3 separate regions of the Mus musculus genome follow, and all the other regions are linked to region 3. A link is a contact called in public HiChIP or PLAC-seq data. All regions are on one chromosome and are shown on one strand. The core of a region is the stretch at or near the end of the contact, and the rest is flanking DNA. Distances in the headings are between cores, read along the strand shown. Region 1 overlaps Atrn (attractin). Region 2 has its middle 46 kb from the start of Rnf24. Region 3 holds the start of Ap5s1 (adaptor-related protein 5 complex, sigma 1 subunit).

The links. HiChIP or PLAC-seq counts read pairs in DNA pulled down with a chosen protein or histone mark.
Region 1: an H3K4me3 HiChIP or PLAC-seq map of bone marrow-derived macrophages shows a contact between it and region 3, with 5 times the contacts expected there. The contact joins the enhancer-like site here to the promoter of Ap5s1 in region 3. A contact is called at or near these places in 6 of 39 promoter capture datasets (the 3T3-L1 cell line, 3T3-L1-derived adipocytes, the C10 cell line and 3 more), 1 of 15 datasets of contacts at CTCF or cohesin (the NIH/3T3 cell line), 5 of 484 Hi-C or Micro-C datasets (the AML12 cell line, the HPC-7 cell line, erythroblasts and 1 more), 5 of 115 datasets of contacts at active chromatin or transcription factors (astrocytes, bone marrow-derived macrophages, extraembryonic endoderm stem cells and 2 more) and 1 of 9 other capture datasets (adipose tissue).
Region 2: a contact with region 3 is called in an H3K27ac HiChIP or PLAC-seq map of extraembryonic endoderm stem cells. The contact joins the enhancer-like site here to the promoter of Ap5s1 in region 3. A contact is called at or near these places in 2 of 484 Hi-C or Micro-C datasets (embryonic stem cells and nephron progenitors), 4 of 115 datasets of contacts at active chromatin or transcription factors (bone marrow-derived macrophages, extraembryonic endoderm stem cells, large pre-B cells and 1 more) and 1 of 9 other capture datasets (adipose tissue).

What each region holds. Positions count from the first base shown.
Region 1 is chr2:130,963,553-130,968,182 of GRCm38.p6, reverse strand. Atrn (attractin) reads right to left here. Exons shown (of 29, transcript NM_009730.3): 11 at 3,255-3,339. Among named protein-coding and RNA genes, the nearest start is that of Atrn, 59 kb to the right of the region's middle. Within about 2 kb of position 2,927, at least 6 of the 459 cell types and tissues checked have an H3K27ac peak or open chromatin away from gene starts, as enhancers often do. A contact at or near this core is called in bone marrow-derived macrophages, where this site is marked.
Region 2 is chr2:131,397,181-131,401,379 of GRCm38.p6, reverse strand. No RefSeq gene overlaps it. Among named protein-coding and RNA genes, the nearest start is that of Rnf24, 46 kb to the right of the region's middle. Within about 2 kb of position 2,654, at least 3 of the 459 cell types and tissues checked have an H3K27ac peak or open chromatin away from gene starts, as enhancers often do. A contact at or near this core is called in extraembryonic endoderm stem cells, where this site is marked.
Region 3 is chr2:131,208,193-131,212,751 of GRCm38.p6, reverse strand. Ap5s1 (adaptor-related protein 5 complex, sigma 1 subunit) reads right to left here and starts at 2,392. Exons shown (of 3, transcript NM_001291031.1): 1 at 2,071-2,392; 2 at 1,279-1,489; 3 at 1-305. The coding sequence starts at 1,454.

The sequences.
Region 1 (4,630 bases), core at 1,678-4,177, 250 kb after region 3:
CTCTTCAGTCTGCTGTGGGTGATAGGACTTCAATTAGTAATGCAGAGAAAATGGGAACACATTGTTGTGTCATTCATTACCTATCCAGCTGACAAAGAAAAATGTAACAAATGTTACCTAATATTTGAATTGGTGAGGCTTCAAGGCAACAAGCAAGCTTCTATACTGCTACTGGGCATGTAAGATTGTAGGAGTCTACTAAAGGGATTTTGGCAACTTGAAACAAAACTACGTATTTACCTTTTGAACTTTAAATCACTTTTCTAGAAGTCTATCACATAGATATAGTGCCACAGAGTGAACTTCAATATTTATTGTTAGGTGCATGTATGGAAGAGTGGGCAATACAGAAAAAATATAGTCATGTGACTTTTGGAGAAATGAGGGTCTGACACATGGACAGTCTCTTCCCCTTTCAGTACTCTGTAGCCTAGGCTGGCGCAGAACTCATGACTTTCCACCTTGAAGAATTCCTCTTACCTTAGACACTTACCCTGACTGCCCAACCTGCATTCTTTTTTTCTTTTTTCTTTTCTTTTTTTTTTTTTTCCTCCTTTTTTGGCCTTTCAAGATAGGGTTTCTATATATAGCCTTGGCTCTCCAGGAAAATACTCTGTAGACTAACTAGGCTGGCCTCAAACTCAGAGTTCCACCTGCCTCTGCTTCTCAAGTGCTGGGATTAAAGGTATGCACTATCATTGGCTGCTTCCAACCTATTCCAACCTATATTCTTTTTGTTTGTTTTTGTTTGTTTGTTTTGTTTTTGTTTGTTTGCTTTTCGAGACAGGGTTTCTCTGTGTATCCCTGGCTGTCCTGGAACTCACTCTGTAAACCAGGCTGGTCTCGAACTCAGAAATCCACCTGCCTCTGCCTCCCAAGTGCTGGGATTAAAGGCGTGTGCCACCACTACCTATATTCTTAAAAGACCAATCCACTGACAATGGAAATTAGTGTTTAAAACTCACTTTTGGAAAAGCAGGGCATCTCTAAATTAGATGTTCATCCTCAAACTAAAACAGAACAATTGGGCTGGAGAGATGCCTCAGCAGTTAAGATCACCAGCTGTTTTTCCAGAGGTCTTGAGTTCAATTCCCAGCAACCACATGATGGTTCATCACCATCATGAGTCTGATGTCCTCTTTTGGCATGCAGGTATACATGAAGATAGATCATTCATATACATTAAATAAATAAATAAATAAATAAATAAATACCAAACCCACAACATTTCTCTAATCCCTTTCATTCCTTCCCAAACTAGACCTTTTTAGAAGAAAAATCTAATTATATGTTTGGGTCAAGAAACGCTCCCAGTGCATTTGTAATATGCACACCAGAGACAGACAATGGCTGTAGGTCAGACTCAAGCGCTCCTGTGAAAAGATGCTCACTAGCTAGAGTTTAAAAAACTACAGCAGAATTAAACACATCAAATATTTCTAAGTCCAAGTTCATAAAGACATAAGACTCCTCAAAAGGAACCTCATCTGTTCCTTCTGGGCTGTGACAAACACGGATGCTTAGCCCCCACTTCCAAGATCCCACAACTCCACGCAAGTTTAATACTAATCCACAATGAGAAATTTGGTAGCTCACCTAAACTGGGCTTCAATTTTTCTAAGTCAACAAAGGACCAAATAAATATAGTGATTGTATGGCTCTGTATTCGTTACAGTGTCTGAAAACTTGACATTCCAATAACCAAAAAGAACACTAGGATTCATTTTTAATCCTACCACTGGTTCCCTGGGAATAACATGAATCAAGTTGGATTTAGTTAATAAAACTATTGCTTAAACTAAGCACAGCTGATATCTTCAGAAATTGTGAATCTCTCAGGTCACATGATGGGAGGGCGGGAGAGAAGGCTGCTAGGTAAATGCCATCTCCTCATCTAGCACCTCACAATCTCACTGCTTTCCCTCCTGTAATCCTCTCTCAATTAGAACAACTGTTAGACATAGGTGATCCCACACTGCTGACTGACAACACTGCAATGAAGGGAGAGCCATCGATTTCTCTCATGATCAAACTGCAACCATGACCTCTTACCAACCTCTAACATTTCCAATCCTGCCTAAAACTGAGATATTCAAACACATCACAGAAATTACACAAAATAAAATAAAATAAAAAATAAAAACACTGTTCAGACAGTCATTCCTGATTTTGATTCATGGATAAACTACATTTTATGACAAATTGTCGACCTCTCTGTGTTTGGGTAAAACTTAAGAATGTTTTAATAGACAATTCATTCAATTGTTACTATTACTATACATTAGTATGCAAATGCCCACACGTGCCTAACTCTGTGCTAGGAGAACACTAAGAACACACATGAGCTGGGGCAGATTCCACCAGCAAGGCCAGGTGACATGATACTTGCCAGATGAAAACCTCAAGAGGCATTTAGGGCTTTTTCTGAGGAAAGCATCAGATTGTAATTTAAGATAACACTCAAGTTAACAAGATATTTAAAAAATCTTTCCACTTTAGTCTCTAATCATACAATGGTCTTGCCACAATCCCCTATATACTTGTAAAACACTAAATAATCACATGATTAAAGATATCATCTTTCCCCACTATCTAGCTTCTAAACGGTCATTCTTCACAACTCCAGAATGGCACTTTTATCCTTTTCCTAATGCAAGTTAAATTACTTGTATTAGGAAACTCCAACAGAAAATTTGAATACCTGTAGGACTATATAATGTAAGCATTAGAGTATTAAAGAAAGAAGCAGAAAGCAGTAACAGAAGCAAAATAAGAAAAGTCAGCATCAGCAGGCTGTTAAGTTTCTCAATCTTAAAGCACACTTTCAAGTGACTAGGTAAAATGGCCATTCTGCATGTCCCTTATGGCAAATGCTGTGTTTGCAGAAGGCAAAATGCTGAGGTCAGAACTCAGGATCTTGTGCAAGCTAGATAAACACTCTATTGCTGGCCCACAACCCTAGTCCTTTGCATGTCCTTTACAGGACTAAGGTTCCTGGAGCAAATGGAAAAAGAGCTCTGCTGGTCAGAAAAGTATTCCTGAGCACACACCTGGATATAGTGCAGACTTCAGACTTGCTCTTTGACCCCATAACCTCCCAGTCCTATTCCCCTTACCTTATCGTGCACTTAGAACTGCCTTCTCTCCTTTTTTCTCCCCAAACCTCTTACCATTCAGATACAACTGTTAGGAAGTTGATATTAAAAATGAATATAAGATGTAAGACAGTAATAGAGCCTTTGCTTTCCAATTACCTGTTGTACAAGACTGCTGAATGGCCAAATCTGTTGACATCATGATGGAGCTCAGGTCTGGGAAGCACTGACCATCGGTCACAAGCTAAGGGGGAGAAAAACACATTTCAGAGTAGGTTGTCATATATAGTCCATGTGAACTCTCAGTCTTTATAGAAAAAAACATAAATTTTGAACCCAGCACTCAGAAGGCAGAAGCAGGAGGGTCTCTGTGCATTCAAGGCCAGCCTGTTCTACCTACTGAGTTTCAGACAGCCAGGTCAGAGAAACCCTGTCTCAAAAAAAAAAAAAAAAGGAAAACAAAGAATGCCTCATCCACAGCCTCATACCACATGCTTGTCTGTCTTTTAGTTATGTTATTATGTGTAAAGGAAAGCAGCAACAGCAGCAGCAATGTTTCAGGGCATGAAATAAATATACTGCACAGAACTTCTAATTAATGTAGTCATTCATCACCCACAACCCCCCTCCTGATGGTCACCACTCTGCTGTCTACCAGTTTTCCCTACCAGAATGTCTGCTTTAGTATTTGTGGTGCTAGGGATCAGTCCCAGGGCCTTGTGTATAGCAGGCAAGCACTCTACTGCTGAGATGCATCCCCGGAGCACCACAGTATTTTCTAACTTAAAATTTTTAATGCTAGGTATACAGCTATTTTAACTAGGGCACACATCTGTAATCCTAGCACTTGGGAAGGTGGAGCCAGGAGAACCAGGAGTTCAAAAGAGCCTCAGCTACAAGTACACAGCAAATCTGAGGCCTTTGCAGATAAGCTTTAATAAAAATGAACACACAGAGCACATATTTCACCTATGTCCTTCCTCAGCCGCCTGCACCCTAAATTAGGCTAAAGGATTTCTTTGTTGACAAGTCTGAAGGATTCTCCAGTCATTTTTAGCCACTCTTCTGGCCATTAACATATCTCACAGGTCATCAATCTCACCTATTTTCTCCCTGCTTCTCTGACACTCTCTTTAGTCTCTACTCTTGTTCAGACTCTGTTCTCCAACTGTCTCTGACTCTTGCTCATCTTTTATGCCCCACAATAACTCACCTCTCCTACAACCACCTCTCAGCAATCAGCTCTGTCCTAAAGACATCTCCAATTGGATATGCCCCACACTTACTTCATTCTCTTCTTCCCAGATCCTACTCCCTGATTTTATAATTTTTACTATTTTTATTAAAGACACGGTCTTACTAGATAGTTCAGACTGGTCTCAATCTTGCCATATTTCTCATCCTCCTAAGTTCAGGGATTATAGCCATGTGCAATCATGATATGTTTTTCTCTGAATCTGCTTTTAGTTTTGGCAAAGGTGGTCCATAGTAGACACTTGGGAAGAAAGGGCAGTTATATTTTTGTCAAGACACAC
Region 2 (4,199 bases), core at 1,405-3,904, 190 kb before region 3:
CATCAGACAGATCTTTTGTCCAGCAGTCACTTGCTGACATCCCCAGCTCTGTTAATTGTTACAGGCCTTCAGGGATCCAGAGGCTTCAAATCCAGAGACCTGTTTTCTCCTATCCCTTAAAGCATCCCGCCACCCACCAACACCTACCAATCTTGGAATGGAGGCAAACCCCATCCCTCTCTAGTCACTACTAAGCAACTCCCAACCAGTCCTCCAATCTCTTGGACTCTTTAGTCTCCCTTCCACCGACTTCCCTTGAACCTTTGTGATAGTGACCACTTTTGCAAAAGTGACCAGTTATTCCCCTTCCTGTGTCCCCTCCCAGCATATGCCCTTTGCATTATGACTTTGTATTATCATCTCCCATTAGGGAACATCCTGGATCTAGACTCTTCCTGAGGGTTGTTTGGCTTGACAACTTGACAGAAATCTGTGTGAATTTTTACTTCCCTGGGGAATCTGTGCAGTCACTCCAAAAGTACGCCCTCAATAGCCTTCTAAGGGATGAAAAATCATGTTACTCAAGGACCCCACTGACCCAGGCAAGGATCAGCCAGATGACAACCATCTGAACCAGCCCCCAGCCAGCTGCCCATAGAGATGTGAGAGAGCTACTAAGATTGGATTACCAACCTAGACAGAGGAAGCACACAGAAGAGCCATACATCCATACATCCGTGAGATTAGATGAGTAGGGTTCTAAGCCAATAAATTCTGTAAGGCTAGGGAGGTAGACCAATTGGTTGTGTGCTTACTGCATGAGGACCTGCGTGCCTAAAATTGTGCAAATAGCTGGGTGTGGAGGCATATGCTTGTGATCACAGTACTGGGAGCTGGAGATAGACAGATGTCTGAGTCTTGCAAGCCAGCCATAGCCTGATCAGTGAGTCTGGCGTCCCAGATCCTCTATCAAAAAAACAAAGTAGGACCTGGAGTGGCACAGGCCTTTCCTCTCAGCACTCAGACGGCAGAGGCGGGTAGACCTCTGTGAGTTGAAGCCAGCCTGATCCACATAGCAAGTTCCAAGTCAGCCAAGGCTACACAGTGAAACTGTCTCAAATAAATAAATAAATAAATAAATAAATAAATAAATAAGCAAATAAAGTAAGTTATGTTTCTTAAGCACTGTAAGAAACATAAAGTATGAAATTTTCTATCATATACTATGAAACTTGTGTTTCGGACAAGGAATTCAAATCTTTTTATACCACCCCCACTTTGTAAGATTGATGCAAATGTTTTAATCACCACCCAGTAAGACCTTTGTTTACAAAATGGTTCTCTGATGTCTTCCTTGAATTTGATGGCCAAGAGCAATGACTTCTTTCTCCTTGGCAGAGTGACCCTTTCCCCCTTCCTTCATTTCTGGTGTGCCAACTAATTTCAGATTTACCAATTAAACTAAGACTATGAGGTCAGAGATCCCAGGCAATGAGGTATTTTCTCAACTGTGGTTCCTTCTTCTCTGGTGACTCTAGATTATGTTGATTAAAAACCTAGCAAACACATTTCCCAAATATAGATAGGCAGGATAACCAAGGGGCATATGTATCTCGTAAGTGTGGGGAACTCAGAGTCTGTGGGCCTCTTTTCATCAATAGGAACCAGTGGGTAAATGCTTGTTATTCAGAAAAAAAAAATCTGAACTATTTCAGAAGGCTTCATGGGGAAGGTCATGATGGCATGGAGCCCTGGACACCTGCAGCATTAGCCAACTTGGTGATCCATCTCATATGGGCTGTCTTCTCAGATTCAGTCCTTTGTCCCTCTTTCCTGCTTCCTGGTGTCACATTCGCAAAAAAAAACAAAAAACAAAAAAAAAAAACAACAAAAAAAAAACTACTTCTTCATAAATCTTATTCTCAAGCTCTTCTTCAGGAGACCTAGGCCAAGATAACAGCCAAATGTCAGAGAGGTTAAGTCATTTGCTCGAGATCACACAGCTTGGCCATATTCCGATTATACTAACAGAAAAGGTGAGAATCCATACAGAGTGATGATCACTTGACCTGACAGTCATCACTGATCACGTGCAGTCATATGACTGAAATGGAGAAAATGATGACACCATTCTCGTAAGTGGCCAAGCCAGAGAAGTCTGATTAAGTCATAATCATATGCATAGCCAATATTTGCTCAGTCAGTTGATCGATGGCTCTCCCAGCATGGCTCTGAGAACATAAACAGAATATGCATAAATAAATTGTAAGACCCAAAAAGCCTTACATCTGGGATGTCCCACTCACAGAGATGTAGAGACGGAGATGGATGCAAAAAGCAAGAGGTTTATTGACCCAGCATGCTGTGGTTGTCCTGAAATCGGGATAGAAGCGACCCAGAGTAGCTAAAGCACACACCTTTTATACATTTTTTTCCCAAGGTTTCTCTGTGTAGCCCTGGCTGTCCTGGAACTCACTCTGTAGACCAGGCTGGCTCGAACTCAGAAATCCGCCTGCCTCTGCCTCCCAAGTGCTGGGATTAAAGGCATGCGCCACCATGCCTGGCTATACATTTTTTAGAGAAGTTTTCTGTCACAGTTTAGGGCTGGCAGTTTATCATTGGTTAACCTTTAACCGCATTAAGGGGGCAGACTTAAGGACCAGAGACATTGTGTGGGCTTTCCTAAACAATCAGAGAACTATCTCTTAGTGGATAAACTTAAGGACCAGAGACATTGTGTGGGCTTTCCTAAACAATCAGAGAACTATCTCTTAGCACACCTTGCAGTGAGGCAAATTCTGGGAAAAGAACACATTTACTTAACTTTTTACAACAGTGGTCATTTGAGCTACCACAAATCTTACAAAATCAGATGAAAATTTTAGATTTATTTATTTTATGTTATATATAGGAGTGTTATACTTACATGTATGTATAGGAGTGTTATACTTACATGTATGTATAGGAGTGTTATACTTACATGTGTGTATGTGCACCTGGTGTGTGTGCCTCCCTGATGCCCACAGACGTCAGGCATCGGATCCCTGGAACTGGAGTTACAGAGAGTTGTGCAATGCCATGGGTGCTGGGGGGACCTGGGACAGCTGGAAGAGCAGTCAGTGCTCTTAGCCATAGAGCCATCTCTCCAGCCCCTCATATTTTATTTTTTAAGGATTCAAGTTATGTAGCCAGGCATGGTTGCACACACCTTTAATTACAACACTTGGGTGGCAGAGGCAAGCAGATCTCTGCGTTCAAGGCCAGCTTGGTCTACAAAGTGAGTTCCAGGATAGCCAGGGCTATACAGAGAAACCCTCTCTCAAAAAAACCAAACCAAACCAAAAAAAAAAAAAAAAAGAAGGAGGAGGAGGAGGAGGAAGAGGAGGAGGAGGAGAAGGAGAAGGAGAAGGAGAAGGAGAAGGAGAAGGAGAAGGAGAAGGAGAAGGAGAAGGAGAAGGAGAAGAAGAAGAAGAAGAAGAAGAAGAAGAAGAAGAAGAAGAAGAAGAAGAAGAAGAAGAAGAAGAGAAGAAGAAGAAGAAGTCGTTGTTGTTGTTGTTGTTGTTGTTGTTGTTAGAATATTACAACTAGGGCTCCAATCCCTTTGCCTGTGTTTCTATTTCCTTTCAGGCAAAGACCTTTTCTATGCACTTAGAGCCACACTAGGGATTGTTCTGTTTACATGAGCTCTTGCTCTAGAAGTGTCTTCTACAACATGCATTTTCCTTTATCATCTTGTCTGGGAGCTTTCTTTTACACCACTCACAGTATTCCTAGAACATGAACAGACCATATGTTAGTCACTTTTTCTTTTGGTAGGCACGCAGGCTGCTGTTAATCTAGTTTCTACAGTTCTTAACATTGACGCAATCCTGGGTTGACTTTTCAAAGCTCCAACTGACTGACACTGCCTTATCTGCGCACTTCATCCCCTGCCTGACACAGTTAACTTTGAACTCTAAGTCAAGAGTCAAAATACAGCCAGGGAAGAAGAAAGAGTGAGAGCCATCCTAGCCAGTAGGGAGGAGAGGCCAGGCTCCATGGTGGGACATGGTACGGGTCATTTACTGTCAGCTTGACACAAGCTAGCATCACCCGGGAAAGAGAAGCCTCATATGAGAAAATGCCTCTATCATATTGGCCTTTAGGCAAGTGTGTGGGACATTTTCTCAGTTAATGATTGATGTAAGAGGATCCAGGCCTCCGTGGGTGTTTCCACTCCTGAGCAGGTGGTCCTGGGTTCTATAAGAAAGCAGGCTGAG
Region 3 (4,559 bases), core at 1,143-3,642:
ACAAGAAGTTGGTACCTGGTGTCAGCAGCCGGAGGTGGTCAAGGAGGAGGCGAGCCAAGAGCCGGAGCGTGCGCTCAGCCAGCAGCAGGTTCTCATGGGTGTCCAACACCAGGGCGAAACCTAAGGAGAGTATACCCAGCCATAGCACTGTCCGAGGCTCCTGGAAAGGGTCCCCGGCTGCCAGGTGGAAGGCTCCATGAGGGGCCTCATGCAGGGACACAGGTTCAGCTGAGAACTGAGGCTGAAGGTCTGTGGAGGAACATCCAGCCGCTTGCTGCTGCAGCCTACACAGTGACTCCACCTGTCTGGAAGAGAAGCCAGGTCTGTCTGGAAAACTGGGGAGCCTGGTAAGACCAACAAGGCACCCCCCAACTTTAAACACACACACACACACACACACACACACACACACACACACACTCGCACCTCTGTCAACGTCACAACTTCCAAAGTAGCTGGGAGCTGCTGATAGTTCATATCTTGGGTAAGGAAACTTTGGCTTAAAATGCTTAAGTCATTTGCCCAAGGACACAGAGTCAGGTCGGGAAAAGGACTAGGGAATAAGGTCTTGCCTCATCTATCACAGAAGCCTTCTCAACAGAGGCGAGTAAGGGGTGAGAACAAAGTCCTCTGACAGGGGCCATCCAACCTCTCAACCATCCATCCCTCTCCAAGTCACAGGTGCCTTCCATGCGACTGCCAAGGCCACCTCTGCTGCTTCCTCAACCATCTTCTAGATTGGGCCATTCACAGACTGGCTTTAAAGCCACTTGTTTACCCAGGTGTCCTAATGTATGCCTATAATCTCCATTGTAAAGCACATTTCATCTGTACAGGTGTCTACCTGCCTATACTCTAATCTCAATTACGCTACTCTTCAGTTGCATAACCTTGGGTGGGTTAAGTGCCTTAAACACTGTATTTTAGTTTACTCTTCTGTAAAGTGAAAATGGTAACCATGGCCACCTCAGAAGACCGTAAAGATTTTAAAAAAACAAACTATATATATATATATATATATATATATATATATATATATATACACACACACACACATACATACAATTCCCAGAACATATTCCCAGTGCAGTAAATACTAACTACCATGATAATAACATTCTTTCTTTAGCTCCTCTTCATAGTGATACTTTATAAACAATGGAGGACAACTGGGGGAAACATTCAGATTTTTGGTCTTCCTGTTTGCCTGTCCTATTCCAGTGTCCCTTATTACTACCTCTGTGTTCAATGAAGCTTGGAGCTGGGCTGTGTGATTACCTGGCCACTGCCAAAATCTGTTCCTTGCGGAAGAGCCTGTCCCTTTCTGCACCATGTGACCGTGGATCATCGGGTGATTTCTCAGCACCAAAGACACAGGAATAGAGCACTCGGCAAAGGCCTGTATCTTCCAAATTCGGGGCCCTCAGAGTGTGGATGAGGAAAGCGTGGACCATAGCTCCAGGGTGGGTGCTCCAGGAAAGCCAGAGACCTAGATGGTGAAAGTGAATCCCCTGCTAAGGAGGCACCCTAATGAGGGGTGTGGCCTGGGAGTGTGTCCAGAGATTGTGTGGCTAGACAGCGATCACCATCTAGATCTGCCTAGCCTCTGAATAATCTAGTGCCTGCTCTGCATCACAGAACAAGGGCCATCCATAGCTGGACATATCTCCTATGTCGCTAAACCTACTTCTGCAAAACTGTCAGGGAATCTCCAAATGCATACGGGTCATGCGAGTGCAGGAAAAACTGAGAACTAAAAAAAAAAAAATCAGAGACCACAGCTGAATGCCAAGTCTGCTCCCGGAACAAAATAACCCAGCCTCCATACCGGGCTCCATTGAGACAACTTTTAGTATGGAGTGTGAGAGGGGAGTCTTCATCAGTGACACTTGGTTTTGAATGCAGGAACATGTCTTTGTTTTAGGAAACACTCAAGAAAATACCTCTAAAATGCCGCATCTGCAACCGATTCACATCGGCTGGGACAGAGTGAGCGGGGCAAACCTTACCCAAAGGGATCTACCGAGATAACCGAAATCATTTCAAAAAGAAAGACGTGGTGGCACGTACCTGAAATCCCAACCCTCGGGAGGCGGAGGCAAGAGAATCAGGAATTCAAGTCAGCCACAGATACACAGAGAGAGAGCCTGGCCGCTCTGGGCAAAGCGAGAGTGGCAGCCCCCGGTCTCAAGGCTGAGGAGAAACAGTGTTTAGCCACAGCTAAAGCTAAACAGACCAAGAATTCAAAGTTACCCAACAGGAAATTTAGCAAGCCCGCTTCAGGAAGGGAACCTAGATTTGCAGACTTTGACCTCTGGTCACCCTTCTGCCGCCAGCTGAGCGCGTCATTACCCCAGGGCACCACGTCCTCCTCCCACTATCTGCCCCAGTTGCGTCACTGCCTCGCGCGGGCAGCAGCGGCGCGCTGAACTCTGGGGTTTGTAGTTCAGCCATGGGCCTGTGGTCCCGGCGTGGTCCTCGACTTCCCGAGGACGTACACGCTTCTGACCAGCCGATCCCCTCGGCTGCGGGGGCGCCCTGGAGGGCTCATGGCTACGGAAAGCTTCTTTGAAGGCGCTAGAAAGCCCTTGATCAGCTGCGGCCTGGCCACTGCGAGGGCGACCGCCAGGGGGCGCTGAGGACCCCGGCGGCGTGCGCGGAACTGTCCAAGGAAGCCTCCGCTCGGCTGTCCTCAGGCCAAGCTCTGTGCAGTAGTAATGACCGAATTGCAGGAGCAGAAGTCTGCCTGCTGAAACGCAGTCATGAGTTTACATTTGAACCAATGGCCCAAGAGGTGTTTGGGACACACACATTCCTTTAACTCTGAAAGGCATGGGAATTCCTTAGGCTTTCTAAGGCAGGTCTACAGTCACTTGACTAGTGTCTGAGGACAAAAAGAAAGATTTGAGTGGCCCAGGCAGGGGTTCTGAAGAAAGCCCCTCATTAAGGACTGCATCCTGAACCCTCTAGGCCATAAGAACTAGGGCAGTTTCAGGGGACTGGTACTGCATATGCTGCGAGTGTTTCGATCTCAGATGCAATACAAAAGGATGGGTCCAGGCAGAGTGGTGTCTCAATCAGAGAGCTAGGGAGTTATGTTTGCTCCATTCTTGGCAGAAGTTCCTTGTCCCCGGTCCCTATCACTCTGGGCCAGGCCTCATGTCTGCCAGCAGATTGTAGCAAAGAACTGGCAGAGAGGTCTGTGGCAGCTGGGGGGCCACTTGGCATTGAGAGCATGATATCCTGGCCTCTCTTCACTGTTCAGACAGTCCATATCAAGTCCCAAAACCACTGGAAACTACTAATCTTGTGTGGGATGTGGGGAGAAGAATGCACTGAGCCAGTACCCTGGAGGACAGTGGGGGACCCAGGCAGAGGTGGTACAACAGATGACTTCCCTGGTCAGTGCTGGAGGCAGGCAGAACTGGAGGGCTCACCTGATGTGGGTGTGCCCTGGGAGATACTTGCCCTGTGGCCATTGGCCTCTTTTGACCTTTGCTTCAGAGAGTCTGTTGGGTCCCTGGAAACATGCGTGCATGCCACCTCAGACATGGTCAAAAGCAGCCAGCCTAACAGTGTCTACTTCATGTTAGCAATGTGCCTGGCCATCTAGCAAACCCACTGAAGTAATAATTTACTTTGAATTCTTCCTTCTTCCTCTCTCTCTCTCTCTCTCTCTCTCTCTCTCTCTCTCTCTCTCTCTCTCTCTCTCTCTCTTTCTTTCTCTTTTTGAGATCCTCAGAGATCCATCTGCCTGCCTTGAATTTTGAATTTAAAGGGAGCTGAGAGCCAGGCACTACACCTTCAATCCTAGCACTGGAAATGCAGAGGCAGATGGATCTTTGTGAGTTTGACACCAGTTAAGGATACATAGATCCTTCTTAAAAAATAGATAAGGTGGTGGCAAAAGCCTTTAATCCCAGCACTTGAGAGGCAAAGGTAGGCAGATCTCTGTGAGTTTGAAGCCAGCCTGGTCTAAAGAGAGAGTTCCAGAATGGCCAAAGCTACACAGAGAAACCCTGCCTCAACAAACAAAGAATAAAAAAATAAAAATAAATAAACAAATAGGCTAAGAATATAATAGAATCCCTCCCTGGCACTAGAATAACACAAGGCTTGAGTTAGACATGGGTCAGATTTATAATAGGGAAAGAAACTTGGGTGTGGTCTCTCATTTGGCAGATGACTAAGTCACACATCACAGTGCAAAATGGAAAGTCTTTGGATCCTGAGCTCTGCTTCCCACAGCCTGTGCATGGAGGGAAGGGAGGAGGGGAGAACCTGAACAAGATGGTGAAGGGTGGACATGATCTGAGAGAACAGACACGCTGCCGCTGTCACAAGAATGCTTTCCCTGGGAGACCCAAACAAATATTTACTGTTTCTGTGTACAGCATGACAACAATGGAAGATTCCACTAGAGCCTGACTTGGGGAAAGAATGAGTTCCACCAGCCTATTTATCAGCCGAGCGCAGGGGGAGGGGCTGGCTAGTCCAGTAGGCAGTCTATGTAAGTGATCAGTTTCAGGCTGTACACATGCAGCGGAGGAAGCCAGAGT